Linked DNA regions of Mus musculus: regions 1, 2, 3, 4, 5 and 6 are each linked to region 7. The links are chromatin contacts, called in public Hi-C, HiChIP or PLAC-seq, capture Hi-C and promoter capture Hi-C maps. All regions are on one chromosome and are shown on one strand. The core of a region is the stretch at or near the end of the contact, and the rest is flanking DNA. Distances in the headings are between cores, read along the strand shown.

What was found. Promoter capture Hi-C pulls out the DNA fragments that hold promoters and counts their contacts. Hi-C and Micro-C count contacts between places; a contact is called where the count stands out from the background. HiChIP or PLAC-seq counts read pairs in DNA pulled down with a chosen protein or histone mark. Capture Hi-C pulls out chosen DNA fragments and counts their contacts.
Region 1: a contact with region 7 is called in a Hi-C map of bone marrow-derived macrophages, with 14 read pairs. The contact joins the enhancer-like site here to the promoter of Mccc2 in region 7. A contact is called at or near these places in 7 of 39 promoter capture datasets (cranial neural crest, embryonic stem cells, liver and 3 more), 1 of 484 Hi-C or Micro-C datasets (bone marrow-derived macrophages), 6 of 115 datasets of contacts at active chromatin or transcription factors (bone marrow-derived macrophages, embryonic forebrain, embryonic stem cells and 2 more) and 1 of 9 other capture datasets (macrophages).
Region 2: a promoter capture Hi-C map of pre-B cells shows a contact between it and region 7, with 3 times the contacts expected there. The contact joins the enhancer-like site here to the promoter of Mccc2 in region 7. A contact is called at or near these places in 4 of 39 promoter capture datasets (the C10 cell line, cranial neural crest, hippocampal neurons and 1 more) and 1 of 484 Hi-C or Micro-C datasets (myeloid progenitors).
Region 3: a promoter capture Hi-C map of hippocampal neurons shows a contact between it and region 7, with 8 times the contacts expected there. The contact joins the promoter of 6430562O15Rik here to the promoter of Mccc2 in region 7. A contact is called at or near these places in 17 of 39 promoter capture datasets (the 3T3-L1 cell line, 3T3-L1-derived adipocytes, the C10 cell line and 11 more), 6 of 115 datasets of contacts at active chromatin or transcription factors (bone marrow-derived dendritic cells, embryonic stem cells, extraembryonic endoderm stem cells and 3 more) and 1 of 9 other capture datasets (embryonic stem cells).
Region 4: an H3K27ac HiChIP or PLAC-seq map of embryonic stem cells shows a contact between it and region 7, with 2.6 times the contacts expected there. The contact joins the promoter of Mrps36 here to the promoter of Mccc2 in region 7. A contact is called at or near these places in 6 of 39 promoter capture datasets (the 3T3-L1 cell line, cranial neural crest, frontonasal cranial neural crest and 3 more), 4 of 115 datasets of contacts at active chromatin or transcription factors (astrocytes, embryonic hindbrain, embryonic stem cells and 1 more) and 1 of 9 other capture datasets (liver).
Region 5: a capture Hi-C map of macrophages shows a contact between it and region 7, with 4 times the contacts expected there. The contact joins the promoter of Zfp366 here to the promoter of Mccc2 in region 7. A contact is called at or near these places in 1 of 39 promoter capture datasets (the C10 cell line) and 1 of 9 other capture datasets (macrophages).
Region 6: a contact with region 7 is called in a promoter capture Hi-C map of cranial neural crest. The contact joins the enhancer-like site here to the promoter of Mccc2 in region 7. A contact is called at or near these places in 14 of 39 promoter capture datasets (the 3T3-L1 cell line, 3T3-L1-derived adipocytes, the C10 cell line and 9 more), 1 of 15 datasets of contacts at CTCF or cohesin (large pre-B cells), 7 of 484 Hi-C or Micro-C datasets (the C10 cell line, the G1E-ER4 cell line, the MC3T3-E1 cell line and 4 more), 10 of 115 datasets of contacts at active chromatin or transcription factors (T-cell acute lymphoblastic leukemia, bone marrow-derived macrophages, craniofacial prominence and 7 more) and 1 of 9 other capture datasets (macrophages).

Annotation. Positions count from the first base shown.
Region 1 is chr13:99,394,068-99,397,333 of GRCm38.p6, forward strand. All of the region lies in intron 4 of Mrps27 (mitochondrial ribosomal protein S27), which reads left to right. Among named protein-coding and RNA genes, the nearest start is that of 6430562O15Rik, 17 kb to the right of the region's middle. Within about 2 kb of position 1,819, at least 21 of the 459 cell types and tissues checked have an H3K27ac peak or open chromatin away from gene starts, as enhancers often do. A contact at or near this core is called in bone marrow-derived macrophages, where this site is marked.
Region 2 is chr13:100,680,941-100,684,261 of GRCm38.p6, forward strand. It overlaps Ccdc125 (coiled-coil domain containing 125), which reads left to right. Exons shown (of 12, transcript NM_183115.5): 4 at 841-927; 5 at 1,827-1,904. Among named protein-coding and RNA genes, the nearest start is that of Ccdc125, 13 kb to the left of the region's middle. Within about 2 kb of position 2,056, at least 18 of the 459 cell types and tissues checked have an H3K27ac peak or open chromatin away from gene starts, as enhancers often do. A contact at or near this core is called in pre-B cells, where this site is marked.
Region 3 is chr13:99,411,178-99,414,624 of GRCm38.p6, forward strand. It overlaps 6430562O15Rik (RIKEN cDNA 6430562O15 gene), which reads right to left and starts at 1,649. Exons shown (of 2, transcript NR_015515.3): 1 at 665-1,649; 2 at 1-394. Mrps27 (mitochondrial ribosomal protein S27) reads left to right here. Exons shown (of 11, transcript NM_173757.3): 9 at 101-243; 10 at 1,018-1,188.
Region 4 is chr13:100,742,421-100,745,986 of GRCm38.p6, forward strand. Mrps36 (mitochondrial ribosomal protein S36) reads right to left here and starts at 2,239. Exons shown (of 4, transcript NM_025369.3): 1 at 2,110-2,239. The coding sequence starts at 2,148.
Region 5 is chr13:99,183,000-99,186,304 of GRCm38.p6, forward strand. Zfp366 (zinc finger protein 366) reads left to right here and starts at 1,824. Exons shown (of 5, transcript NM_001004149.1): 1 at 1,824-1,865.
Region 6 is chr13:99,372,581-99,375,927 of GRCm38.p6, forward strand. The region is part of intron 4 of Mrps27 (mitochondrial ribosomal protein S27); the gene reads left to right. Among named protein-coding and RNA genes, the nearest start is that of Mrps27, 29 kb to the left of the region's middle. Within about 2 kb of position 1,836, at least 17 of the 459 cell types and tissues checked have an H3K27ac peak or open chromatin away from gene starts, as enhancers often do.
Region 7 is chr13:100,014,350-100,017,531 of GRCm38.p6, forward strand. Mccc2 (methylcrotonoyl-Coenzyme A carboxylase 2 (beta)) reads right to left here and starts at 1,290. Exons shown (of 17, transcript NM_030026.2): 1 at 1,037-1,290. The coding sequence starts at 1,165.

The sequences.
Region 1 (3,266 bases), core at 569-3,068, 620 kb before region 7:
GTCTCTAGTTTCTCCAGGAATTTTATTATGAAGGAGTGTTGGACTTTGTGAAAGGCATTTCAGTATCTAATGAGGTGATCCTGTGTTTTTGTCTTTCAGTTCGTTTATACAGTAGATCGCTGCCGCCGGTAAAACAGTTTTAACGTGCGCCCTTAAGATTCTCTGCATTTCTAGTTGGGCGGTAGTGGCGCACACCTTTAATCCCAGCACTCGGGAGGCAGAGGCAGGCGGATTTCTGAGTTTGAGGCCAGCCTGGTCTAAAGAGTGAGTTCCAGGACAGCCAGGGATGCACAGAGAAACCCTGTCTCGAAAAACCAAAAAAAAAAAAAAAAAAAAAGATTCTCTGGATTTCTGTGTCTGTTGTTATGTCCCCTTTTCATTTCTTTTTTTTTTTTAATTTGGATATTCTCTCTCTTATTAGTTAATTTGAATAAGAGTTGTTAATTTTATTGATTTTTTTTTTTCAAAAAAATCCCAACTCTTTATTTCATCGATTCTTTGGGTTTTTTGTTTTGTTTGTTTCTACTTTATTGATTTCAGCTCTGAGTTTGATTATTTCTCTCCATCTACTTCTTTTGGGTGTGATTTCTTCTTTTTGTTCCAGGGAAAGCCCTTTTAAAGCATTGTTCAGTGTCAAAGAGCCTGAGTGGTTTTGATTAAAAGTTTAAGAGGGTTCTTTGAACCCTTGAACCCTGTCTTCTGCCAGCATTCCTTTTGGTTCATCCCTGCCAGCACCTCTGTTCCCTAAGGCAGAATCCTGTCACCCTTCTTCTGTGGATTGTGCAAAGGAAGCAGTAGGGGAGGAAGGAGGAAGGAAGAAGGAAGGGTGGTTTTCCTGTTACTGTGCTTCCTCTGCCACGAGGGGGATCTCCTCCTGCTTTGTAGGAAAAAGGCAGTGTTTCCTCCTGGCTTCAGCTGACTATAGGCAGGATGGTACTCAAAACTGTCCGAGGAGGCTGTTTCCATATGCACAATGTTCACAAATGGCAGTGGAGGCTGTTTCCATACGCACAATGTTCACAAATGGCAGTGGAGGCTGTTTCCATACGCACAATGTTCACAGGTGTCAGCATATATATTTGCATTGGTAAACCCTAGTGTGCCTAGCCACTGTCGCCACATCCTTAAGTACCTAAGACTTTGCAGTAAGAGATGACATGTCTCCTGCCTGTGAAAGAGCCTTAGAGTTTAGTGTGTGTGTGTGTGTGTGAGAGAGAGAGAGAGAGAGAGAGAGAGAGAGAGAGAGAAAGAGAGAGAGAAAGAGAGAGAGGTGCCTAAGAGCTTTGTGTGTGTTGAGGGGGAGCCTAAGAGCTTAGTGGGGGGGGGGGCTAAAAGTTTATTGGGGGAAATAGGAGAGGTTGGTAGTTACAAAAATAGTGTGACTCTGACTGGATAGTGAGGCTGAAAACGAGTCCAGTCTTCCTTTCATGCTAGAGGAAAATAAATCCTCAGGGATTTGGCTCTGCTACACCCTGGGAGAATCAGTATGCTGCGAGCTCTGAGAGATGCTTTTCTTCTGTATCTGAGAGAAAAAAGTCAGGTTCTTAAGAAACCCAGATTAGTGCTGAACCTTCTCCCCCTCAGAAATGGCCGAAGACATCTGTAATCCCCCGCAGCCACGTCAGGTCTGCCCGCCCGCGCCGGCTTCTGTGCCATTGCAACCGTGTGCCTCATCTCCTCCTCCGCTGCGGCACACAGACCCTGCCTGCTTGAGAGTCTCTGGAAACACTGACCTCTCTCCAGTCAGTCAGACCGCTAATCCTGCTGACTTTCTTTGCCTTCTGTCTCCCTTCCCCTTCCTCAGAGTTATTCCTGTGTAGCCATGACTAATCAGTGTGTGGGTTTCCTGCCTTAGTTCCACCTTTCTTGACTTTGTAGTGTTTGTCTAGAGCCCTTTGCTTTTATAAAGATTAGTTCCAGGATCCAGTTTTCCTTAGCTTGCTGCCTCACCTACCCAGAAACCCTCTCCTTTTAGCTTCCCCCTCAGGCTTCCAGGGTACTTAAAGCTAACCTGTGAGCAGGCCTGTGTAACAGTCTCCAGAGTGGTTCCTGGTGCAATTCCAATTGATGGCCAAAGAGACAGAAGTGTTTCTTCTTTGGGGACACCATCAAGAGCATCAGTAATCACAGCATAAATATTTTTTTTTCTCTCCCCATAATTCCCTGGTCTGGTCAATCACACTGACTTTTGGAAGCAGATAAACTCAGTATCAAAGAACAACAGACTTTGTTCTGAATGGCTCCCTTAGGTCTCATGAAAGAAGGAGCCGAAGTAGCACACAGTCTGACTACAGTTAATATTTTTCTGTATTGGGCGGGGGGTGGGGGAGGCGAGGGGAGGTTTTATGTCCAGACTAGAGTTAGAGGTATTGTTAGACCAGCAGGGGTGGAATTTGGGTCATTGTACCTCACACAGGGCCACTACTGATGGATAGTCTTTTCATGGGTGTGTTATCTGTCTCCTGGATTTAGAAATGTAGATCTGCAACCTACACTATAGTGACCCAGGTCCCATTTGCCATCAGAGCCTTCCTCTCACGGTGTTTTATACTGCAAAGGGGACTTTTTTCTCTTATATACTGCAAAGGTGACTTCTCAGATAATGGAAGTCACTTGTGTCTTCATTGTGGTGTCATCTGTCAGGTTACAGTGGTAATGAAAGATTGGAACTTCAGGCTTCGAGCATCACAGCTCTGTAAACCCAACTCAGAAACCCACCTAGATATCTAATCACTTACATTTATTTCATCTACTAGGGGTAGCTAGTAAATTGTAGGTGTTCACGTCCAGGCTTTGTATTAGCCTTTGGTAATGGGATAGGGAGACATCTTTTAAAACATAGTACATTCATTTAATAGAGCTTCACCATATGTTTATTGAAAGTTAAATTAACTGAAACTTCCATAAGCATAAAATGTGGGATCTCAAGCAACAAAGGAATTTTAATCTGTAGTAGTGATATTTCCATTTTGTATTTGTGATAACTGAAAGAATCATCGAAGATTGTGAATTCTGAAATTAACAATTCTGAAAGCAGAATTTCCTGCAGGATAGAAAAGAAAGTAATTATCTTTCTAATTGCCTTTTTAGGATAAGAAAGAGGGCAGTGACAACTGAATCAGTGGGTCAGTCACACACTAGCTTTTAGTGGAAGTGCTTGATCCTTTTGATAACTGCAAGCTTGGCATTATGAATTGATTCACACTCCACACCACAGTCCATGGAACTGGCCGAATCTTCTCCTTGGCAGCCTTCTCTACTGCCCC
Region 2 (3,321 bases), core at 806-3,305, 670 kb after region 7:
CCCTAAACTGTGTATCACAGTGATAAACACACGGAAAGCATCACTTAGGCTGTATTTCTGTAAATGCTGCATTTCCACAATGCAAGTGGTGGTTGGTCTTCAGCCGCTTCACCTTGGAAGGCTTTTAAGAAGTGGTCTTGACTCAGATAGACTCTGCTAATCTATTGTCTAAAGGTGGAAGTATTTATGTTCATAATACTTGTTGGGGGTCCAAGAGTCACCCCACAAATTTAGACAGGGATGGTTTATTGAACACACAACCTGATACTTAGCCATCAGAACTGTAGCTCAGAATTCTGGGGGCTGAGCCATGGCCACAAATATCTTTCTCTGTCAGTTTATAAAGGAAAAAAAAAACACAAAACCCCCAATAAGTTCATATGCAGGTGCAAGAAGTGCTGCCTGGTGGTCAGCTCTGACTCACCATTTTAGACATAACAGCTCATATTGACCTGTAATTTGATGGGTCCTACATAAAGCTTTGTGGAATTTAAGATTGGATAAACCTCAGAAAATAAGAGGATATGTGATCAGCATGACCTTGCTCTGAGTCAAGTTATTTTTCTTGTCAGTGACAGCAGGGATATTACAGCAACAATATGAAATAGCTGGCAGGCATGGAACAAAATGGCTGCAGCTATGCGGGGTGCGGGGCCAGGGTAAAAGCAAGAGGCGGGCTTTTGTTTCAAGTGGAGCTTGGTAGTGAGTTCTGGTTCACTTCAGCATCTGGAGAAACTCACAGCCTTGTTTTAGGGTGAACGTGGACCAGCCAGCTGCTTGGTCAGTTACCGGGGTTACATGCCTTGCAAACACTGAAGCCTACGGTATCTCTGTCCACAGGACGTAGAGATTTTAAAAACGGAACTTGAAGCGTCTCAAAGACAACTTGAAGGTAAAGAGGAAGCATTGAAAATCCTCCAAAGCATGGTAAGAATTTATTTTTGAAAATTCGTCACTTAGCATATTCTAATAATAAGTGGCATTGCAATCCCTGCACTCGGGAGACAGTGGCAGCAGAACCAAGAGTTCAAGACCAGGCTTCACCCAGAGACACTGTTTTGGAAACAAGACACACACACACACACACACACACACTTTGTGACTTTCTCATCTTGCTAATAAGCTGTTATCTTTTTTTTTTCTATTTTGTTTATAAGCTGTTATCTTAAATTAAATGTGGGGCTAGAGAGATGGCTCATTAGTTAGCAGTGGGTACTGCTTTTACATAGGGCCCAAGTTTGGTTCCCAGCACCTAGGTCAGCTATCTCACAACTGCCTGTAACTCCTGCTCCAGGAGATCTGACATCCCCTTCTATCTTCCTCAGGCACCTACACACACATGCACATAGACACTCAGAAGTACACATATTGAAAACAAAATAAATCTTTAAAAAATAAACTATGCATTTGGGCACATGCGCATAGATGTTATCATGTGCAAGTAGGACTGTTTAAAACTTCATTTTAAGCCAGGAGTGGTGGCGCATGCCTTTAATCCCAGCACTCGGGAGGCAGAGGCAGGTGGATTTCTTAGTTCGAGGCCAGCCTGGTCTACAGAGTGAGTTCCAGGACAGCCAAGGCTATACAGAGAAACCCTGTCTCAAAAAACCAAAAAAAAAAAAGAAAAAAACAAAAAACCCAAAAAAAAAAAAACACCCACAAAAAACAAAAACAAAACCAAAAAACTTCATTTTAGCTGGGTGGGGGTCTCAGCATTTGGGAGGCAGAGGCACAGATAAACTCTGTCTCAAAACAAACAAAACAAAAAAACAAATAAATAAATAAAACTCCTTAGTTTTACTGATGCTATTTTTCTTTTTTCATAGGCAATGCTTGGCAAAGCCACAAGCCACACACAGACAATGCTTCAAAAAACTATAGAACAAAAGAGATCTCTGGAGAAGGTATTTGCAACTGCTAGCATTGATGCAATCATTCGGATAATATTTAAACCTAATTTCCTTAGGCTCACGACCATGATGTGTGTGTTGTTCCTGGTACTCTCATAAGGAGTACTTGAGTCTTTGATAGCTTTCCCTTGGGGCACTTACATTTTAAAATAGATTGTTACATGGGTAAAGTATGGTTTATTTCCCTTTTCTGGTAGTAGAAGGTCAACCAACTTGGCACTTCTCATTTTTCTTCTCTTTTTCTTCCTGTGCCTCAGGCAGAGTAAGCATGTTTCTGAACATCTCACTGTATATGAGATTAAGCATTGTAAATCTCTCTCTCACTCTCTCTCTCTCTCTCTCTCTCTCTCTCTTAAAAATTTTATTTATTATGTATACTGTGTTCTGCCTGCATGGCCAGAAGAGGACACCAGATCTCATTACAGATGGTTGTGAGCCACCATGTGATTACTGGGAATTGAACTCAGGACCTCTGGAAGAGCAGCCAGTACTCTTAACCTCTAAGCCATCTCTCCAGCTCTAATGTCTCTTTCCTATGTCAATTTTATCATCCTTTGATGGAGCCCTTTCGGCAAAGACTCACAAGTGTAAATTTAGTTTTTGGTCTCTATATATGAGCAGAGGTGGGGACTAAGAAGTCTGGGCTCAGTACAACGTTTTTATTTTTGTTTTTTTAAAGATTTTTTTATTTATGTATTTTATGTATATGGATATTTTGTCTACATGTACAACTGCACACCAGAAGAGCACATTGTATCTCCTGGGATTACAATTATAGATGGTTGTGAGCACCGGGTGGGTGCTGTTTGAACTTAGGACCTCTGGAAGAGCAGTCACTGCTCTTAACTGCTGAGCCATCTCTCCAGCCCCTTTTTTTGGTTTTTATTTGTTGGTTTGTTTTTGGGAAAGGGTTTCTTTGTATAGCCTTGGCTGTACTGGAACTTGCTCTGTAGACCAGGCTGGCCTTGAACTCAGAGCCACCTGCCTCTGCATCCTGAGCACAGGGATTAAAGGTGTGCGCCACCACCACCCAGCAGCACAGCCACTTTTGAACCCAAACAGTTTAAAATTTCTTTTCTGTATTCAGTGAGCTTTGGCAAAGTGTTTCTAGTGCTCAAGTCCATTCAGTGTACAATTGCCATAGACTCTTCTGAGCAGCCTTTTGCTTTGTTTGTTTGTGTTTCCAGACAGGGTTTCTCTGTATAGCCCTGGCTGTCCTGGAACTCACTCTGTAGACCAGGCTGGCCTGGAACTCACCTCCCGAGTGCTGGGCTTAAAGGCGTGCGCCACCACGCCCGGCTTTTTTTGCTCTTTTAGCTGTTGCATGATTAAATGACTTACTTCACTCTTCAGTGTCTCTAAATGATTAATACCGATAACTTTTCATGAAATGCCCCCCTTTTAAAATTTG
Region 3 (3,447 bases), core at 399-2,898, 600 kb before region 7:
CCTTGCCTAGGCTGCTGTTGGCTGGGGCCTTCCAAGCCTTTGGCTGCAGACCCAGTGAGGAGGCATGGCTGATCAGTCTTTGTTGCTCTTTTGGCCACAGGGAAGGTGGAACTGCAGCGTGGGGTGCGGGCTGTATACCACGGCATGCCTCTGATGTGGACACCAGGCTACCTCGACAGAGCCCTCCAAGTGATGGAGAGGGTGGCCTCCTCCCCTGAAGACCTCAAGCTGGGTAGAGAAGTGGTATGTTTTTCCACCCCACTCAGTCAAATGGAGGCTTCACAGGCATCTGTTCCCATGGTCTTTCTCCTTCCGCTGCTTTCTGTATGTGTGCAGAATTGGTATTTATTCCGTTTAAAAGGATGAAAAGAAACCACAAACATTTTCAGTGTGGCTGTCAAAAAGGCAATGGAAAATCAGATTATTGTTGATTCATACATCATTAAGTGAAAGGAAAGCTGTCTGCTCCCTTACATTCAAGCTCAGATCAATAAATACCACCCTCTTCACCACCTCCCCCATCCAAAAGGGATTTACGGCGGTGGAATAGAAACTTAAGTAGTTTTGGTGGATTTACCCCTCCTGTAGTATGGAGAGACTACATAGCACTTTTCTCCATTATCCTTGGCTATTGGTAAAGTATCTGTCTCACAAGCTTACGTACCTGAGTTCAGATCCCCAGAACCACTTAAAAAGCCAGGCCCAGGAGTGCAGTTATCGTCCGGTAATGGCAGGGAGGGAGCAGAGAGACATGAAGCCCTGGGAGCTGGCTAGCTGCCTAGCCTACACCCTTGGAGATGCTCTTCTGTGTGGCCTTGACTCTGAAATGCCAAGGCTCACCACTCAGCTTTCATTTCTGTCCTGAGGTCCTCAACCCAGTGTCTCCCATGGCACATTATGCTGATATCATTAATGCTCTTTCTCAGTCATTATAACCAAGGAACACACACTTTGAAGTTGGCCTGCACACAGTCAAGTCTATAACAGATGTCCTCCTGACTCTCCTGTGCCCTACAGCTCGATGTGCTGGATGGAGTCCTGAAGGTGGTGACGTCTCCAGATGTCCAGACTTCAGAGGCACAGCCTCAGGAAGGTGAAGATGGCTTGGGCTCAGCAAACCTGGTGGAGCAGCTAGACACTGAGGAACCAGAACAGTCCAAGCTTCCCCGATACCTCGAGCGCTTTCAGGTGATTCGTAGTAGAAACTGAGCCTTTTCCTGCATCAGTCACACACAAAGGCATGAAAAACTCGCATCAAGAATTGCAGTTGTGTTCCTTCCCACAGACCGTGGCCTTTTGGGAAAGCAGTGGCATTGTTACGACTTCATGCTTGAGCTGATGTCACGGTTCCGTTCCCTGGGGCAGCACGGCACCCCAGCGGCTTCTCAACAGCAGCCTGATTCCCACTCAGGGTGGCAAGTGACCAGCCATTTCTCTACACTACACCAAATGTGCTGGGTCAGTCACAGCTTCAGCAGAGATAAGACTCACGAATCCTTTGTGGCGCTTAGCTGGCAGCTTTGTGCTGTTCAGCAGGGCCATTAGAGACACTGCCTGTGGACAGGTTTCCAGAACAGTGCTGAGCACTCAAACTGTCAGTGAGCTCTCTGTCCCAAATGCTCTGCTGTTTGTGTCAGGGAAGAAAATCCCTGAGCCTGCTCTCTGCTTTGTTTCTTGTCTCTTTAATACAAAAAGAAGGAAGTACTTTCAGGTTATGATGTCATCATAGGAGCGGGAGAATTCTCCTCCCACGCCTGCTGCTGCACTGTGCCTTTTCACAGCAGGAAGGAGAGCTGGGCTCCTGCCCGTGAGTCTGTCTCTTCTGACCCAGCAATGGCAGGCCTTGCCGTAGCACAGGATCCCATGGTATTTTAGGGTTTTTTCTCCCCAATACTTCTGAAGGGAAGTCATTCTTAGCTTCTCTCCTGTAATTTGAAACTAAGAATAAAAAGATTGATGTTCCTTGTCATACCCCAAGGACAAAGCAGAGTAGAGAACTTAGACACAGTTCTTTCTCTTAACTTTGCTTGTCAGTGTATAAAACTTAAAGAAAACAAGAATCACCACACTTGCTGGGCGTGGTGGTGCACGACTTTAATCCCAGCACTCGGGAGGCAGAGGCAGGAGGATTTCTGAGTTTGAGGCCAGCCTGGTCTACAGAGTGAGTTCCAGGACAGCCAGGGCTACACAGAGAAACCCTGTCTTGAAAAAACAACATCAACAACAAAACATTAAAAAAAAGAATGACCACACTGCTGAATGCTGCCTGAGGTTGCTGAGCCACTGTCAGGCGTCAGGTTTGCCTGGGTTTTGTAAATGTTGTACTCAGTTTTGATTGCTTTTTGACTTTTGGCCGTTTTTTGTCCGTTGCGTCTCAGAGGATGGAGACCTTTGTCTTCACTAGCTTCTAGCCCTTTTACTGCCATGGGACACTGTCTGAGCATCCAAGAAAGAACAGAAACACATGTTTGTAGCCTGCCATCTGTGACCTTAGCTATGTTAGCAGCTGTAAGCCCCCTCCCCCATTTCCTTTATCCTCACAGGAGGCCTGGGCGGGAGAGTCTCGGCTTATGTGACCCAGCAGTGAGCTGGGATTTGGACAAAGCCAACCTCCTCACAGTTGAGATTTCCTGGCTTTCTCTTTGGCCTCAGACTACCTGGAAAATTATGTTAGGAAGAAATGGTTTTCAGTTTACATTTTCTTCCTGTTGCCTGCTTTTCATTAGTCTGAGGTCATCTGTTTGGGTCTGTTTTTATAATTAGTCTGCTCCTTAGATCCCATCGGTCTGGCCCCCTTTGCCGTTCTGCCAGATCCTATGCTGTACGCTAAGTCACCTCGGGGTGCGAGCACATGTGACTCTCAGCTGCAGCTGGGGTCCTAAATGTCACTCTCTGGTGATCTGTGTCTAGAAGCACTTAAATTGATTAATGCTTTTAGTAAGTCTCTGGGCTGCTACACTGACCCTACCAGGCTGCCCTCTCAGACGGAGCTGTAAGCAGGCAGGAGGGAAGGGCTGACCTGTGGGGGAGCACAGCAGGTGGAGGCCTACAGTGCTCAGGCACTCTGGAAAGCTGTTTAGCATTAGTGAGAAATCCCTGCAATGATTTCCATCTGTTGAAAGGAACCAGGGGAAGTCACTTAAATGAAAAGACGGGACTTCCGAACTTCCTATCCTCCACCATCTTGTCCAGTGGCATTCTCACTGCTCAGTTAGGAGCAGGCCTAAGTGGAGACCTCGTGGCTCAAATAAGAACTGAATGACCGTGAAGCCGGAAGTACAGGAGGTGCAGCTGCACTGTGTGTGCCAAGGTGGGGTGATGTCGTGTGCGGGGCTGCACTGCTCCCTGGGGTGATGTCGTGTGCCTGGCTGCACTGCTCACACCTTGGTTTAACAGCTGAGCAGGAGAGCCCAGCGAGAGGCAGCTGCCCCTGCAGGACAGATGCAG
Region 4 (3,566 bases), core at 989-3,488, 730 kb after region 7:
TATCAACTGTGGCTGGTTACTGCTGAGAAAGCTCACTACAGTTAAGGTCAGTAAGAATTAAAAGACAAAATAGCAACAAAACACTTATTCTGACTACACAATCTGTGTAAAAACTGGGGAAAAAAACGTGTAGAAAAATACAAATTATCTGAGAACACCTGTAATTCCTAAGCCTATAAATCCATTAAAATGATCGAAATCTTTGTTTCAGCTTTTTCCTTTATCTACAGAAATGTATATTGTAGAAAAACACTTTAAAAAAATTTTTTTTTTGCTTTGTAATTTGTGTGTGTGCATGTGGAAGCCAGAGGCTAAGCTTTCAGGAGTTGGTTCCCTCCTTCCACCCGGTGACCAAACTGAGGTCACAGAATCAAGTCCCCTCCCTTCTGAGCCATCGGAATGGAGTAAGAGTTTTCTTTTTCTTTCCTTTTTTTTTTCCTCCTTTCTTTTCTTATCTTTCCTTGCCTTTAAGAAGGGACTCTGTACGTGGCCCTGGCTGTCCTGGAACTCATTATGTAGACCAGGTTGGCTTCAAACTCAGATTCACCTGCCCCTGCTTGTGTGTGCATTTGTGTCTTTGTGAAATGTATGCATGTGTGGTATGTACATGCATGTGGAGCTCAAAAGTCAACACAGGATCTCCTCCTTCAGGCGCCCTGAACCCACAACTCATCGGTCTAGCTAGCTAGCGAGTTCTAGAGCCCTGCTAGCCTTCCCCTCTCACTCTCTAGGCTGAGGCTACAACCAGTGTGGGGGCTGGGATCGGACCCCCTGCCAATGCAGAAAGTAAGAATTTCCAAGCATGTCTTCAAATGCTTATCACTCCAGTGACTATATTCTTTTGCTATATCAATTCCTACATACACACCACCTTTATTTTTATTTTTTATTTTTTAGACTTAGTTTTACTACAGAGCTCTGGCTGTACCTCACTCTGTAGACCAGGCTGGCCTCTACCTCACAAGAGATCTGCCTACCTCTGCCTCCTGAGTGCTGGGATTAATTGAGCGTGCCACCATGTCCGCTCCTTTCCGCACTCCAGATTGAGTTATATATGCATTATTGACGTATGAGGTTATATAGGACAGATAACAGACTTTGTCAGCTACTCTGAGCTTGCAAAATCGTACTCAATGCTCCGTGCCTACCGACGGAATGCTTAACTGAAGATTATTCATTGCAATGGTTCCAAAGGTCTAGGGTCATCATTCCGACAACTTCAAGAGAAAATGTGTTTGTGCCCAAAAAAAAAAAAAAAAAAAGAAAAAAAAGAAAAAAAAGAAAAGCATATAAGTGAAGATTAATCTGAAAATACTCCATGTTCAGAATTTTAAAACTCTCTAATTACAAAAGGCTGTGTCCACTTACTCATGAATTGTTACGTCTCCTTCTTAGAGACCACAGCTGGAGAAGTAGATAAAAAAAAAAAAAGCTGTCAGCAGTTAGTAATTGATGGGTGGAATAGCAGTGTTACCATAGCTGCCTATCTAAGCACAGTGGAGAAAGGCTTGGCAAACCAACCCTGAAACACACATACTAGTAAGTATAATAAACTTAAATAGCATGAATTTTACTCATTCCCGCATCTCTAGCCAAGAGCCTGAAGAGATCAACTCTAACCAGCTCCAAGGGAGGTAGCAGGCAAAGGGGCCGGTTATCCGGCCATTCCCAAGTCCTTGAAGGGACACCAGATCAGATCCAGGATTTGCTTCCTTCCCCGCCCCGCTACGGCCTTCCTCCGGATTGGCTGGCTGGCGAACATCACGGACAATATTAAACAGCGATTGGCCGGACTGCTGGAGGGCAGCGTAGTCCGCAGACTACGAGGGCTAAGGAGGTGCTGGGGAATCCTCCGACCTCCGACGAGCACGAGCGGACACGACCAGAGGCCACCACCCGCCGCGGGCCTCGAACCCTTGGCGCCAGACCCAATTTACTCCGGGCCACCCTGGAGCCCGTAGGTTCCATTATCAGACACATACACCCGCTGGCCCTCCTCAGGGCCGCGGTCACGATGCATTCTCTGGCACCGCCTTTCCTCCCGGCGCTGCCGCTGCGTCTGCACCATCCCTCCCTCCCTTCCAAGCGCGGGAGCGGCCCGGGTTTTACCTGCACGACCCTGGTGGCGGAAGCCATCTTGCTGCCCATCGTGACCCCCGAGCAGGGGCAGCTTCCGGGGCGCAGACGAGCTGCAGAAGTATCTGGAGTGGGCAGCGTGGGGCGGAGCCTGTGTGATGTCACTGAGGAGCTATAAGGGACAACTCCACCCCTCTGCGTCCGCCCCGCCCCTCTTCCCGCCTAGACACTCACCTCTGGCCTTCCAATTACAACGTTGTGCTGTAACCAGTTGAACTATTTGGTTCGTCATCCTAAATTATCTAGGACCATTTCCCTCCTAGATAGCTAGTTTCTAATTTCAGTACAGTCCGAAATTTAATCTGAAACCACCTCTTGTGGCTTCCTAACACGAACGATTTTATTAAAACTTGGGAGTTACATAGATTCCCTCCCTTGCTCAACCATCCTCAGAGAAGTCTCCTGAAGCAGATGGGGATCACAGCCACAGCCAGGCAATATGCATCATGAAAGACCTTTGAACACTCAGCCTTAAAAGGAATATCTTCATTAAGTGCCTCCCCTCAGGGCTCAGGGAACTCTGCAAAAGAATAGGAGAAAAAAAGTGTTAAGACACAGAGGGGCTGGGTGGAGGACTCCAAAGAATCAAGGCCTTCTAAATACAACAGGGCTGGCACACATATAAACTTTCCAAGACAGCAGCAGCATGCATAGGGTGTGTATCAGATGGGGTCCTCGAGCTGAGAAAGAGTGTATACGTGTCCCCATCCCTAGCACAGATAGCCACTCCCAAATGAAAACTTAAAATTTTCTTCAAGGAAGTCTCACTGGGAAAACAAGCCACTCTTAAGGCCCTGTACCAAGCAGTAAATAGCCAATCCAAAATGAACTCAACAGCATTGCTCAAAGTCCTTTGTCTCATAAGGTTAAGTCAGGGCACTTTTTCTTTCAACCTTACATATTCTTTGCATGTGTATTTCGGATTCTGGTTTTGTGGTTTTTTTTTTTTTTTTATGAGATTCCTGGGTGTGAAGCGTGTGTGCTCTGCTCTTTCTTTCTTTCTTTCTCTCTCTCTTTCTTTCTTTCTTTCTTTCTTTCTTTCTTTCTTTTTTTTTAACATTTATTTATTTTGGAGTACACTGTACTGTCTTCAGACACACCAGAAGAGGGCATCAGGTCCTGTTACAGATGGTTGTGAGCCACCATGTGGTTGCTGGGAATTGAACTCAGGACCTCTGGAAGAGCAGTCAGTGTTCTTAACCACTGAGCCATCTCTCCAGCCTCCCTCTGTTTGTTTCTTGTAGCTGAAGTTCTGTGTAGGTCTGGAGATAGGAAGATTGGATCATTGGAGCTGTGTACATTTGGAAGATTACATCACTGGGGCTAGTTGGCCACCAACCTAGCTGCAGGTTCAATGAGAAACCCTGTCTCCAAGAAATAAGGCAGAGAGTGACAAAAATCAATACAGAAATCGTCCTCTGGCCTCAGGA
Region 5 (3,305 bases), core at 574-3,073, 830 kb before region 7:
ACTGCTTTGTGTGAGTTTGGCTGAAGGGCAGAGCTGGTTTTGCTGGCTGTTGGTGCTCTTGCCTATGGGGACAGGGCCACTCATGGCAGAAGTCTCGATGCCAGAGTCAGATGCATGTCAAGAATGAAGCCTGCCCAGTTCTTATAAACATTCAGAGCAGCCTTCTTACATGGCTTCTCTGGTCTTGCACACGTTCAGACAGACAAGCACGCAGGCAGACAGACAACAATGAACATATACTCAGAAAATGTGGGACAAACATTCAATGTTGTAGACCATAGTGCCCAGTTAAAACATAGAGTGGACTCTGAACTAAGCCTCACTTTCTGTGAACCCACCTTTCCTGAGGCAATCCATGAGGTTTATAATCTCCACCTCATTTTTTTTTCAATATCGAGTAAATCAAGGAAGCAGCTTATGACCAATGTTTCTTGTGCCACCACAAAGAACCACACAACTGCTGGTTCCTGTTTGTGGTGACAATGGTCTCAACTGAATGAATGGAGGGTACAAGATTCACAAAGCTAATTAGATGATTTGGGCCCAGCTCCCTCTGTCAATGAAGCCATCACTCACAGAGCCCAGGCTTGCCCACCGGGCTCCAGCTCCCTCTGTCAGTGCATGTATCTCCCTAAAGAGCCCAGGCTTGCCCACTGAGCCCTAGCTCCCTCTGCCACTGCAGTCATCCTTCACAGAGCCCAGGCTTGCCCACTGGGTCCCAGCTCCCTCTGTCACTGCAGTCATCCTTCACAGAGCCCAGGCTTGCCCACTGGGTCCCAGCTCCCTCTGTCAGTGCATGTGTCCCACAAAGAGCCCAGGCTTGTCCACTGAGCCCCAGCCCCATCTTCAGTAAAGGATGCTCACCCCAATTCTTCTGCTCCCACTCGGCTTTCCCCCTCCTCTTTCAGAAACAGAGATTGATTTATCTAGGACCTCAGATGGTTCACAATATTCTCAAAACAAATTAGCACCCTCCCTCCAGTGCTCCTGAGGTGACTACATCCAAGAAGGACAGGACAGTGTAAACAACAGTCGGAATTAACTGTGGCTGGCAACGCCACACTAAGTGGCTTCTTTTCCTTTTTCGTCCATCAGCAAAGATGGAACCGGACTTGGCCCAGCACACAGAGCCCAGTGAGCACTGCATAAATCTGCTGTTTGACTGTGAGGAACTTGAAGAACCTAGAGCCAGGCGAGGAACTGGAGCAGTGCTGGGGTTTCAAAGCAGCTAGGAAAAGTCAGAAGGCCTGGGTGGCCAGGCACTGTGCCCTTTGGTAAAGGCTGCAGGTTCCCTCTTGGTTAGCCCAGCAGCCCAGACTTTCCCTCACTGAGAGTCAGAGTTGACACGACATGATTTGTTCCTTTTGGGCTGTGTCAGTTCTGTAAGGCAGACACCAGAGGCTGCAACCAGGAGAGCCTGCGTTTGTTTGGACAGGACAGAGCCACTCAGGGGTTTTCATGTCCTGAAAGCTCCCAGGGCAGAGAGTATATCTGGGGAATTCGTTTTTGTAAAGATTTTCTTTCTTTCTTTCTTCCCCCTCCCCTTCCAACATTTTGTTTAAGAGAAAATGAGATGTCTATCTTCTGTTTCCTTATTTTTTTTCAGGAAAGCGAAGGGTTGTTGACTTCCGCCCTCTCCCCTCCCTTCCTTCCTTCTTCCCGAAGGTACTCATCTGAGAAAAAGAGAACGGGGTATTGTTCCTGTTCTCCTTCTTAAGTCACTTGAAACACTGTCCCTGCGAGTCCTTTAAGTTCCCTGCAATCGGTACACAAGAGAAAGAGGGAGAGAGAGAGAGGGAAAGACAGAGACAGCCAGAGACCAGGTAAAGCGGTGGGGGCTGCTGCCTCTCAGCCCTCAGGAGCTGGTAAGTGACCATGTACTCCTTTCTACCTTCATTTCAATGTCCCTGTGATGGAGACTGACTGGGCATCTTCCACAGAAACCACCTCCCTGGGCTGCTCTTTAATCAAAAGGTGTGACTGATGGGTGGCCTAGAGTGTAAGCTCATGCCTCGTTGCAGAGGAGAATATTAATGCTTTGCAGAGCTGAGGCTTGCCAGGAGTGGAAATGGAATTGTGTTGGGGCTGAGGAGGTCGCTGTGTTAAATTTGAATTGTTTTGTCATAGGCAACTTGAGTTTACTAGGAACCATTGGGACATGTGGTGTGCCCCACTGGAGGGGTCACTGCTCCCAGGACTGCATTCTGAGAGCCCTCTCAGGGTGTCTGTTGAGAATTGTGATTTGCTCATGGAGTTTTGGTATATTTATTGTCTGCCTTGAAGTGTCTTTCTTCTGATTTTTGTTTGTTTGTTTGTTTCCATTCTGTAGTTCACCTCCCCAAAGTGAACTGTTCATGCATGGCTGTTGCTCTGTCCCTGAAGTAGGAGGGAAAGGGAGGGAATACCTCTTTGGAATAGTGCTGTGTGTGGGAGATTTGGGAGAAAGGTGCCCCATGTGGGTTAAATGTAAATGTACTGTCCACTGTCAACTCGGAGTGTCATGCGCCACACAGAAGAAGGCAGGGATACGAGGGCATTGACTTCAGTTTTGGAAATCAGTGTGTGACTGGACTGGAGGATTTAGATTGATTGCTTGTGTCAGGAAGAATGAAAAGCTAAGCCACAGATGCAATTGAAAAACAGTCACCCAGAGCCTGCTGTTCTAAAGCACCAAATAGAACACGGCAAGGTAGTCAGGCTCATATAGACACTATGCCAGCAGCGGTTAAACGTCCGAGTTGCTTCCATTGCGTTTGACAGAGAGGGTAATGTTACCAAGAAGTTGTTATGGCAAGCCAAGAGGGAGCCGGCATCACGTTGTCAAAAATAGGTTAGCAAGGTCAAGCCAAGACTGGGGCACGGCTGCTATTAATAATTTAATCCAGTGAGGTGCTGGATGGGTAGAAGGCAGTGGCCATGCGTGCTTCTCAAACCATTCATTCCTATGGTATAGACGGGTTGAAATCCTCAGGGTATGAGCAGCATAGTAAAAGTAGTTCGACATTTTGAAATTAATTTGGCCAGATCATGTTTTAACCACAATCGCGTAATTAATCTTTATTTGAAACTGAGCTGTCACCTTAATGAAGATGAGACAGTCTAGTAGATCTGGATGATTAATGTAGGTTTGTTATTTATTTTTTAAAAAGAGACTTTCCCTAGAATCCCCATAATACAATGTACATGGAAGAGACAGGATTAGCAGTTGCCCCTTAAGGATGCAACCAAGTGTAACCTTGGTGGCCTGAGGTGCCTGGCTCTTCCCTCACCTGCCCCAGCCACCACATCCCCATGCATCCCCAGGG
Region 6 (3,347 bases), core at 586-3,085, 640 kb before region 7:
GCCATCAGAGAGAGAGGCACCTGTGGAGACCACTGAGGGCTAAGGTTGCTAGACAGAGGGAGAAAGGATTGCAGAAATGGTAAAAAGAATGAGTGCTTGACGTATATTTATATATGCTGTGGGGTAAGTCACAGAATTATTAGGTGACAAGTTATGGTTTGTGTGGCATGTGTGCATGTTCTGTGATACATGTGTGTATATATGTACAGGAGTATGTACATAGGATGCCTTTGAGTGGTAAGAACTGTCATACAAAAGCTGTTAACAGTGCTTTCTTTCAGGAAATACTCCTGGGTAATTTTTCATTGAATTCTGTCTTGGACCTTTTGAATTTTATGTTGTGAGTGTGTATTTCTTAGTCAAGAAGAACTTTTTTAATGACCCACAGGTAATTATCATCAGTAGACTCTTGAGAAATGTGTATTATAACAAGGTATTCATTCCATGAAGATTAGTAACAATTTTTTTTTTTTACTTAAATGGTTAAAAGTAGGAAGGAAATTAATTTTCCCTGCTTGCAGTGATAAAGATCTGACCTGTGGTAATCAGCGGTAGAAATGGAGAGAGAAATGGATTATACACAGGAGGGGAAAATAAATCAACAGAGTTAATGAAGAGTTGAAAGCAAAGAGGGTTGGAGATGAAGCCCTGGCTAATGGGAAAAGGACCGGAACATGGCTGAAGTGCTGCCTTGGAAGCAGTTGTGGGGCGGGGGAGGCTGGACATTCACTTTGTTATGGACACCTCCGTGTTTCTAGGTTGCTGTCCTCTGCCTTCTGACCATACTTAGTCCTTAGAGGAGAGCTGGCTACAGAGCTTTGGAGGGAGCACACTTGCCAAAGCATTGCCATTGGCTCTGCCTGGCATTCTGGCAGCAGCTGGGCACCTGCAGTCTAGGTGGCCTCTGAGGCTTCTCTACTTTAGAATCTGAATTGAAATTGAAGCCACCTCTGTAATGTCTGGGGTGAGCAAGTCAGCTTCTAGAAGCCATGGGTGGAAACCTGACTTGAACCCAGGGCTTAGGGAGCAGGCCAGCATATCTGCCTGTGCGTGGCCGTCAGAGGCCGTCTCGGTGGTAACCAGAACAGAGTTGGGATGAGACCTTAAACTGTGACGGACAGTCAGCCCTAAAGAAAGGCCAACATGTAGAGATCAGCAGCCGTATGACCGCCTTTGTATTGTGGAGGGTGGGTGCTTTCAAGCCTTGATAGCAGAATGGGAGAGGCAGTTTAAGCTCCAGTTTGATGTGTGACTTGGAGCCTGTTAAGCTGACTGTAGATACTGGCTCCCCGGGGGAACACCTGGCTTTCTCATTAAGCCCAAAGCCTCAGACCCTGTGAGCATGAGGGCCTGGTCTGCTTAGCTTCTCAGAAACACTGTACGCTTAAATGGTATTGTCAGCATTTCAGTCAGTTCTGTCATGATTAACAAACAAAAAAGCAGTCCATGTAAGACTAGGTCACAGAAAGACTGGGGCTTCTGATCCGTCGTGGGTTTCAGTCATAAATAGTGTTAGTGATCCCCGCTAACTTTCGTGCACTCTTTATCCTTATGTCTCCTGCCTCTGAAAGGCTCACAAAGCACAGGTTCTCTGAGTTGTTTCCTGCAGTACAGTCCTTTGTCAACAGCTCTTTCTATTGGCTGTTTTCATGACATAGTCAGGAACCTTGAACCAAGCCTGTGGGATGCAGAGACAAACTAAAGCTTCTGCTTATGTGCAGTGTTTGCAGGTGAGTTTGCAGCTTGCTTCTAGGAGCTGCCACAGTGTTAGAGAGCGGAGCAGATGAGCGGAGGTTTAGGGGGAGTTGGTGGGAGGGAGCAGGAGTCGCAGTTGGTTGCATCATGACTTTAAGGCCAAGAGCAAGTCCATCCTTAAGTATTTCCAGATGTTCTGTGTCTAGGGAAGGGATACTTAGAACCTTTGTGGATTCTCTTCACTGATCGTGACTGCTGTGATTTCCATGATAGATTTCCCTTTATGGTTGTTTTAAACAGACAGGGTTTTTTGGAGGCCTGTTCTGTTTCTTTAAATATCAACGTTGGTTTTAAGACAGCATCCTCATTTTCTAGGTGAGTTTGGGACTTAAAGCAGTCTTTCGTAGACCAAGCAGCCAGTGAGGGAAATACTCACCGCTTCATGGTCCATACTTAGGGGCGGGGGCTGGGTGTTGGGTGCCTCCCAGAGGTGATAGATAATCCAGGAGTCTTCATTGCTAAAAGCCTTGGCACAGTTGATAGGAAAGGCGTGGGAAGAATGTTAAAATGAGACTCCGAGGGTCTCATAGGTACAGATCACCCCAGTTCTCAGCTTGCTGAGTTAGTGGTAGGTAGTGAAAGGTATCATGTCTCTCATAACGAACACAGTGTTCTCAGAGCACAGCCACAGTGGCCTCCCGTCCTGAGAGTGTCCTGTGCTTTCTGGTTTGTTTCCTGTCCCCTGTTTTGCCTCATCTATACTTGCCCTGACTTTTAATATAACTTCTGACCCTTCCTTAAAATTATATTTCAGCTACTTACTGACTTGTCAGAAAATGATTTGTCTTTACTTGAGAAGCAGTTTTAAAGGGAGGTTCAGTTGTGGTCTCTGAGGTCAGGGTACCAGGCCTTGAGAGTCAGGTGTGGCATATGCTAACATAGTTAACATATAAATAACATATGTAATACTGTTACACCCTCCACCCCTCCCTCTTTACTAATCGATATTAAATAATCCTCCTGTCTCCGTAGATAGGAGGCTTGGAGGAATTGTTTAAAAGCTGCTGCAGGGTCTCGAGCAGAGGAGGTGAATGGTTGCTGAGATTTAGCTTAGATAGTAGCCAGGCTTCGTCCCTGAAAGACAAGGACTATTTTTCTCTTCACTTTTCTTTAAGGGAAATTGTGTTTTAAATTCAGATTTTGGTTTTTAAACCCATTATTCTCCAGTGATCTTTGCCAGATTTCACTAAGGGTATCAACAGTCCAGGCCTCAGCAGGATTCAGAAATGGGGAGAGACAGGTAGGTGCTTATGAAGGGTGCTCAGTACCCAGAGGCAAAGGATGTCAAATTTGGGGGAAGCGTCCTGATCCTAAAAGACATCAGGTTGCCCTATAAATAGCTACAAGTTGCAAAGCTTTACGGCAACCATAGCAGACCAAAAGGGGGCAGCAGAGAGTCATCTGCATTCTGTCTGCAGGGAAGGGATTCCCGAGTAGAAAAAGCCTGCCCCAACCCAACCTTAGCCCAGTGCTACTGAGTTGGTAACTAAAGCACAGAATAGATAGCGACTAGGGGTTCTGGGCTGCAGACAGTCACACAGCTGAGAGAGAACTTGTATGTCTCTTCTGATGATAGAGCAAGCAGCAGCTCG
Region 7 (3,182 bases), core at 40-2,539:
TTAGGGACATGAAAGTATAAGGACTACTTGGAAAGAGAAAAGGAGACAGCAAAAGAGTGGAGAGGAGATAAGAGAGTCATGTATGTACATATAGTGAAGTGTATTTATTACTTTGTACAATTAGTATATAGTAGTTGTATTTTGTTGTAGTGGTGGTGGTAGTTTTTTTGAGAAGTTATTTTGTAACTTTGGCTGTCCAGGAACTGGCTTTGTTGATCAAGGTGGACCGAACCTCACAAAGATCCACCTGCTTCTGCTCTGTGTGCTCTAGGTGCCTTCAGCCCTTCAGGGCTAGGACACCTCTTACCACACAGCCGCACAGCTATCTGATTTCTAGTTAACGTTTCCCAGCCCCAAATGACTTTCATTCCTACACATCCAGGCCAAATACTTAAAATACCGCACAAACAACTTAGTGCTTAACTAAGTTAACTTCTTCCCTGGCAAATAACTGCTGGTTCTATGAATAATTCAGACGTTATCTGTAGAGGCCATGAAACAGATTTAAATGTTCCAGCTTTGATACTTCACAAATTATGAGTTGCTTCTTTGGCCAGGGGAAGCCACTCAGTCCCAAGAAAAGCTATGTAAAGACATTGTGAGCTGTGTATTGTTAATATAACTATTAAGCGGAAGAGTGTAAACTATCGTGCTATGGTAGTTCCTAAAGGTGGCTGCCACAAGACCGCTAAAGAATATACCCAGCCATGCAAACACGAGGACCACAACTTCGTGATTACAAAGTTGCCAAACCGGTCTCGGGCATTTGTAAGTTGTCCAAGCGACAATGCTTTGTGGGGTTTTGAGAACCACTGATTTGAGTGACACAAAATGCCAGTACCAGTCCTAAAAGTGAACTAAAATCTCACTGGAACGACTTCCTTCTGCAAACTTCACAGGACCCTACTGAGTCCCAGAATGACGCCTGAAGCTGCAAAGGAAAGAACAGCAGAGATCCAAGCATGCCCACCCTCTGGCCTCCGATGACTCCGGGGCAGGAAGGCGAACAGGCCTCCAGGACGCTCGCTCAACCTACCTGGTAGGTGGAGGAGGCCGAGTCAGGCTGGGTGCCCAGTCGGGCCACTGAGTCCCCGTGATAGGCACGCTGCGGGGGTACAGCAGCCCGACAGCACGGTCGCAGAGCTGACCTCAGCGCGCCCCACATGGCGATGGCAAACACCCAAAAGAGAAAGAGAGCGGCCCTGCAGCTCGGTTCTGCAGCTCCTGGGGGCTGCTCCTCCAGAGTCCTTGCAGCACCAGCCCTGGTCCATCAGCTCCCAGGCCAGCCCCGCACACGTGCCATCGCAGACCACCTCCAATTGGTCGGCGCTGCGCGCCACGCCTCTCTACTCCGCCAATGAGGCGCAGAAGAGCAGCTGCGCGAGTCCAGGTTCCATCGCGAGCCCAGGAACACTGGGCCGAGTAGAGCGAACAGATAAGTGGCTGCTGTCCTGCCGAAGCGTTTGTCACAAGCATGCACCCGCCTCTAGCCCATGTACTGCAGAGCTTCAGCACACCTGATCATTTTTAGAATGTGACAGATTGTAGACATCAGTACTGGGATCTTCACACCAATAAGGATTAAAAACACTCTGCGAAGTGCCTTAGTGTTGTTTTGTTTTGTTTTGACTCGCACACTTTATTGAATGCTTACGTGTTACTACAGCATGAGCAAAGTAAAAGCGCCAGGAGCATCAGAAAGATGAACAGGCTAAGGAGAGGGTCGGCTGTGCCCTAGGAGGAAAGATGCTGTAGGAGAATAGCACCCGAATAAAAGCCAGATTGGGTAGAAACACATAACTAAGATGGGAGCCAGGCTTGGTCGCTCTGTCTCCCTTGGGGACCATAGACTCTACCACTCTGCAGCTTCAAGAAAGAAGCCCGACCCACAGAAAACTATGGTAAACCAATTGATAGAAGGCTTGTCAAAGTTTCTGTAGCTTACTAAGTGAAGAGTCCACAGACTACTAAGTGAAGAATTTAGAGGCTAGGGTGGGCAACAAAATGAGACATTGTCTGAAACCAACTGTTTTAACATGAATCTTGAAGACAATGTCATCATACAAATAGTGTTGGGCTGAGTGGTAGAACGCTTGCCTAGAATGCAAAAGGCTCTAGGTGTGTGTGTGTGTGCGCGCGCGCACATGCACACAGAGGAGAGAGAGAGTAGGTGAAACATGCCTACTATATTAAATGGTGCTAATTTAGAAGGAGTGGCACTTTGTGTGTACAGACGTGGGTACGGTGTGTGTACAGAAGCACACATGGACACATGGAAGCTGGAGAATGTCAGTATCAAGCCATTACTCTGCCTTATTCCTTTGAAACCAAGTCTCTCACTGAACTTGCAGCGAGGTGTGCAGCTAGAAACCTCTGATCCTTCTGCCCCTGCTCAACCCAGTGCTTTTACCCACTGAGCCCTCCCTAGCTCCAGAAATGGCCAGCTTTTTTAAAATCTAAGAAAAACGAAGGCCTAAGTCAAATCAAAGTGAGTTCACCATGACATAAGCATTCTATCTTGCTACAAGCCGACCCCAAATAAGATCTTGTAATGTGGAAAATAACTTAAAGATTCACATGGCATCCAAGAAATGTAAAAGAAAACAAACCAAAGCAGAGCATTTGAGCTGAACGAAACATTTATTCCTGGCAACGAGGCTAAAAGAAAATAATTTCCTAGCAACTCCAGCACTCAAAAGGTCAATTAAGAGGATCAGCAGCTCAACCTTAGCCCGGGCTACACAGTGAGTGTGCAGGCAGTGTGGACTAAGCAAAAGTGCCCAAAATGTTTCCTCTGCTTTTCACTTAGTTAAAACTGTTTACCTTTGACCCTCCTACCGGTCCCGAGAGTTCCCACTGCTATCCAGGTGCCTCTCAAATTCATGGCTTATTCCTTAAATATATACACGGGTGGGAATAACTACACGACGCGGGCTGCTGAGTCTGTGTAATGGTGCCCATGTTTGTAGGCTAGGCTGAATACTTGGGATTGAAGTGTTAGGGTGTTAAAGTGTACTTGTAATGATGTGTATGCCCGAGGGACTGTACACACATATGCACCTGAGTGCAGTTGCCCAGAGGCCAGGAAAAAGGCCCTTACAGCTGAGGTCTTTTACAAACTGCCCACATCACCTGACCCATGCTTGTGAGAGGGTGGCTTAAGAGCATAGAGACACGTAGCT